Linked DNA regions of Ovis aries: region 2 is linked to region 1. Evidence: chromatin contacts called from public Hi-C data. All regions are on one chromosome and are shown on one strand. Each heading gives the region's core, a stretch centred on a gene start, on an enhancer-like site or on the middle of the called end of the contact. The rest is flanking DNA. Distances are from core to core; before and after follow the strand shown. Region 1 has its middle 38 kb from the start of PIRT. Region 2 has its middle 95 kb from the start of SHISA6.

The links. A called contact is a pair of places that touch in the nucleus more often than the background predicts.
Region 2: a contact with region 1 is called in a Hi-C map of liver, with 4 times the contacts expected there. The contact joins two enhancer-like sites. A contact is called at or near these places in 2 of 16 Hi-C or Micro-C datasets (liver and mixed tissues).

What each region holds. Positions count from the first base shown.
Region 1 is chr11:29,606,290-29,608,989 of ARS-UI_Ramb_v3.0, reverse strand. No RefSeq gene overlaps it. Among named protein-coding and RNA genes, the nearest start is that of PIRT, 38 kb to the right of the region's middle. Within about 2 kb of position 1,354, at least 2 of the 54 cell types and tissues checked have an H3K27ac peak or open chromatin away from gene starts, as enhancers often do. A contact at or near this core is called in liver, where this site is marked.
Region 2 is chr11:29,741,413-29,744,112 of ARS-UI_Ramb_v3.0, reverse strand. No RefSeq gene overlaps it. Among named protein-coding and RNA genes, the nearest start is that of SHISA6, 95 kb to the left of the region's middle. Within about 2 kb of position 1,337, at least 2 of the 54 cell types and tissues checked have an H3K27ac peak or open chromatin away from gene starts, as enhancers often do. A contact at or near this core is called in liver, where this site is marked.

The DNA.
Region 1 (2,700 bases), core at 105-2,604:
TTTAGAAAATCCAAGCCAATTGGCCCACCTCCCTGGGGAAATGGCCCCAGGCGATAGACGTCAGAGTCAGAGAGCTGTGGCCAAAGGATTTTTCTTCCCTTGTCCCCCTGGGGAAAATGCCTGCTTTGAGCAGGGATGTTATGAACCTGGGTCTTAAAGGAAAGCAGCCTCTCAGGTTGGTAACGTACACCTGCAGGCACACACCCACCATCGCTCTGGTCTGTGCCTCTTCAGTCAGGCAGCACCGCAGTCTCCGCATCTCTGAGACCACTGTTCTGAGTCTGGGCTTCTGGGGTTTATTTGCGTCGGCATTCCCCGGGATTCCTACTTTGCTCAGGGGCTTTTCCTGTAAATGCCCTGAACAGAAAGACTCTCTTAGTGCCTTCTCAGTGCGGGACTCTGGGCCAGGCACTTCCACATTAGACTGGTGGTGGTGGCTTAGTCGCTAAGTCGTGTCCAACTCTTTTGCATCCCATCCCCATGGACTGTGGCCCCCCAGGCTCCTCTGTCCGTGGGATTTCCCGGGCAAGAATATTGGAGTGGGTTGCCGTTTCCTTCTCTAGGGGATCTTGCCGAACCAGGGATTGAACCTGTGTCTCCTGCATCTCCTGCACTGCTGGCAGATTCTTTACTGCTGAGCCAACAGGGAAGCGCTAGAATGTCAGATTTAACCCTCAGACAACCATTTTGAGATAAAACCTTTCCTCTCAGATGTACATGGTTGAAAACCGAGGTGCGGGGAGGTTAAATAACTTGCTGAAGAGCCCAGCTGGCCAGGGGCTGAACTGTTCTTGGGAGATTAAAAAAAAAAAAGCCTGTGTTATAAGACTGTTCAATTTTTTACACTGCTGTCATAAAAAATGCAAAATTCCACTACTTTTTCGAGCAAGCTCTGAGTGACAACACACACACACACAGAGGCTCCATGAAGCGTCCGGCAGGTGATAATTGGTGTTGCAACAGCATGAAAGAACAAGGGAGCTGTGAAATGCTCCACCATCTTGGGAAAGAATCTGGCATTTTTCTACATTGCTAACCACAGAATCCAAAAGCACAAGGTAAAGATTGAAGCCATAGTTTCCCATGCTTCTGACTGCAGTTTTTAAATTTCCAGGAAGACCAGAAAATGTCAATTAGTTAGGTCTTCGCGGTTTCTCTTTTTTTAGAGAGAGAGATTATGTAAGTTGTTTACTCACAAATAGCCAGGAAGAGTCGGGTGCTGTTCACTGGCCTTGTCAACATTCCACACACTCATTAATCATTCACAGATTACTTTATCCTCTGCCCATGCCCTCAGACGTCCCTGTACCCAGGTTGGGCAGCCGAGGTTATGAATGCCAGGGCCCATAGGAGAAGCAGACCCATAGTAGAAATGTTTGAGCCCCAAGGACCTCACGTGGAGGGGTGCCCTGTGACCCGGAGAGCCTGTGCTCTGCCTGCAGGGGGCGCCGTGACTCCACTCCAGCCAACGGTTGCCATGTAGGATCCCAAAGCCCTTGTGGCTGGGTCTCCCGATTTTCAAAAAGAAAAAAAGGCAGAAGTCCGAAAATTTACATGAAATTTCCTGATTGGTAAACTACTATGACAGGCTAATAGCATGGGCCTGTGGGTAATTTTCCACCCATTGTGAACCCTTGGATTAGTGTCCACAGCACCACTGGCCTCAAGGACCCAGGACTTCGACGAGCTCATCAGAGTGAACCCAAGAGCAGACAGCTATGAGGGGGTGTGGGCAGGGTGGCATCAGGAGGACTTCATGTCTGCCGCAGTCATGAGCACTGAATCAAGGAGAAGAGGAACTGTCTGTCCCCTGATGAAACAGTGTCGCTCAACAAGTCCTTGTGGCCTTGACTCTAACAACCTTGGGGCTTCCCTGGTGACTGAGTCAGTAAAGAATCCACTTGCACTGCAGGAGACGCGGGTTCAGTTCCTGGCCCTGGAAAATCCCCTGGAGGAGGAAATGGCAATCCACTCCAGGATTCTTGCCTGGAAAATCCCATGGACAGAGGAACCCGGCAGGCTACAGTCCCTGGGGTAGCAAAGAGTTGGGCACGACTTAGCAACTAAACCACCACCTAACATATCTGGTAATTCTGCAGCAGTTGCATCTGCTCAGGCAAAAAGAGACGCAGCTTTAGGAACATCATATGACACCTTTTGTCTCAGCTCTGAGTGAGGTGAGCTGCGAGTCAGCTAGTCAACAGCAACACAATCACAGGTACAGAGCCTCGCTGAGATGCTTGGTGCGATTCAGAGGGAATCTGAACAGGGGATTACATGGGCTTCCGAGAAGGTAGTGTGAGGGGTTGGAAGAGGCTGGGCTGGTGGGAAAACTCATGAGCTGATCCCCAGAAGCATGTTTCATCTCTTGAGCAAGGATGTAGAGGCTTCCCCTCAGGCCAAGCGCGATGCTAGACACCAGGGACAAAGCTGTGAACCACGCTCACAACATCCACCGGCAGCAGTGAAGAGGGAGCCTCGGAATTCTGTACTGTCCAGACAATATCACCCTCCACCCAGCCTGGCTCACACCCAGCTGACCTGCAGGGAATCCCAGGGCTCCCTGCCCCCTTCCCTTCTTATCTAAGACACCAACAGGACTGAGCCCACCTGGCTTTTGGTCTCTGCCCACTTCTGCACGGGAAACCCCAAGACTTCCTAAATTCATCCCTCATCACCCTTCCTCCCATCCCTGAAATC
Region 2 (2,700 bases), core at 88-2,587, 140 kb before region 1:
CTGGCTCAGGAGGCAGCGAAGCTGCACAGGGTCCAGGGAGGGAGAAACAGCTATGTTCCCAAGCCTCTAGAGCTACAGGGACATATCTCTGTGACAGAGAACCGGAAGACCTGATTTTCACAGGTAGATGTCCTAATCAGATAATTGACCCTTCTGGTTGATGTCTTTTTTCAAAAAGAAGGGCTGCAGACCCTGACTCAAAGTTGCTAATTTCATGAGTGCTTGTTATGTACCAAATGCTGGTCTGAACATCTCCAATGGAACAGCCTCCTCTCTGGCCTCCCTGCCTCCACTCTCAGGCCTCTACCACCCACCCTCCACAGTGATTTAAAAACATCAATCAGATTGTGCTCCACTGCTGACCCCTCCACCCCCATGCAAGGGCCTCCCTTTATGCCTGAAACAAAGTCCAGGCCACTTCTGCTGGGGCCAGAGCTTGGCCAGAAGCTCTGGCCCTCCTTCTCCTACGCTCTTTCCATGGATTCATTTCCATTAATTCATTTTAATTATTCTAGAACTTCATCTAAATAACATCATCAAGCCATTTTTTTGCCTGACTTTTTTGCTCCTTTGTTGTCTCCAAAAGTAGCTCATTCCTCTTTTCTGAAATAAGTTGTATAAATTTGGTCTTATTTCTTCCTTGAGTATTCGATGAAATTTTATGGTGAAGCCACTTGGGACTGAAGTTTTCCCTATGTCGAGATTTTAGGGAATCAGTTTAGGCTTTTTGGTAGATAGAAGGCTGGTTTGTGTCAGATTCGTTGATTAAGAGTTTTTCAAGGAACTGGCCCATTTCATCTGCGTTGTCAGTTTTGTTGACTTCAAGCTATTCACAGCATCCCCTTTTAATTCTTTTGATAATTATACAATCTGTAATGATAATCCCACTCTTATGTCTGATATTGATTGTCATTAATTAATCATTAATGATTAAGAGTCATTCTCTCTTTTTTCTTAATCAGTCTTGTTTGGGGATTTAAGAATTTTGTTAATCTTTTGATCGAAAGATCTAACTTTCCGCTTTATTGTTTTCCAATTTCATTGTTTTCTGCTCTTACCTCAATTATTCCTATCCTTATACTTATTTTCAGTCTATTTTCCAAGTCTTTATGTAATTTCTGAAAGTGGGTGATAGAGCCTCAGTGGGGGGCTCATGGTTGAAATGGCTCATTATGTTGACCTTGCAAACAAAGAATAAAGTCACAGTGACCCTTGAGACTGACCAAATTGCCCAAACAACTTTGTTTACCCGCTGGCGTCTACCTTCTCAAAGCTAGATTCCAGACCTCCAGCTATGTAATCATAGGACTCAGCTACAGGCTAAAAATTAACCATCCCTTCAGAGACCTCGTCAGAAAAAGGGACACTGGTTCTTCTCAAGGGCCAGTCACCCTCTCATTTTCCCTCTAATAAAATTATTTTTCTTGCCTGACTGCCCGGCTCACTCTTTTTCTCCTCAATTGCCTTACAGTGCACAAGACCTTTCTTCATGTCTTATATAAGCGTTTATTTAGAAGACTCTTAAAAAAAAAAAAAACTTATTTGTTTGGCTGCGCTGGGTTTAGTTGTGGCATGCAGGCTTTTTAGTTGCAGCTTGTGGGATCTTAGTTCCCTGACTGGGGATCCAGCCCCTGTGCTCCCTGCATTCAGAGCTCAGAGTCTCAGCCACTGGACCACCACAGAAGTCCCTAATATAAGCATTTAAAGCAATAGATTTCCCTCCAGAAAGATCTGTAATGAGGGACAGAGAAAGGAAACTGAAGTAGTGAATACTTAGGGTGAGCAAAAAGGAAGGGCGCTCAGGCCAGCAGTGGAAGGCTTCGATTTGTGCTAGAGGTGAAATGCATTCTTCATCACAAAAGGGAAAAGGAAAAGGTGGGTAAAAATAAAGACTGACAGATTGGCTGATGGGAAATTGAGAGCATTTTTGCCTGATGCCTTACATTTTCTCCGTAAGCAGGAGCTCACCAACAGAGAGTGTGGGAGAGGGGAGGGTGGGGAAGTTGTGAGCAAGAAGGAAACTATGGAATAGTAATCTCAGGGTGCGGAGAAGGGCACCCTGTGCCCACTGCACTCAGCAGTGAAGGGGAACACAGGCATCAGCACCCTCCCCCTGCCTAGGGCTCCTGTGGGGATAACAGCTGTGATTTTTAGAGCAAAGACGGTAGCCAGGATTTGTGATTTTTTTTTACACAAAGTTCAGCTGTTCTCATGATGGAGTGGAGAAGGCAGAATCATGTGGGTTCCACCATGGCTAGAATTTACCAAGTGAGCAAGACAGGGGAGAGGTCAAGGGACTGAGAATATTTGCAAAGCAGAGACTATTCAACCAATGAACTGTAGTTTTATACCTGGGTGATTAGAAAAGTGAGGGTAAGATTTTAAAGTGCTCATGAAATAAAAGGTTTGTAGCACCAGGAAAAACCAGAGTAAAAGACCCATAAACGTGGATCAAAGGCTGAACTCAAAGTTTGAGTTCTGAAGGAGCTACGGTTCCTGGGGGTGACAAGGACTAGGTATGATGTAAAGTTGAAAAATACCTTTGGAGGTGATGACTCAAGGGACTGTGGGGCAGGCCAGGGTGCAGTTCGGGCTGCTGCCAAGGATGTTCCTCTCATGAAGAAGGTTGGCAGGGTAGTGGGGACGGAAAGAGTGTGACGGGACACCTTCAGTGAATGATGGGGCCTGGCCGGCAGGCCA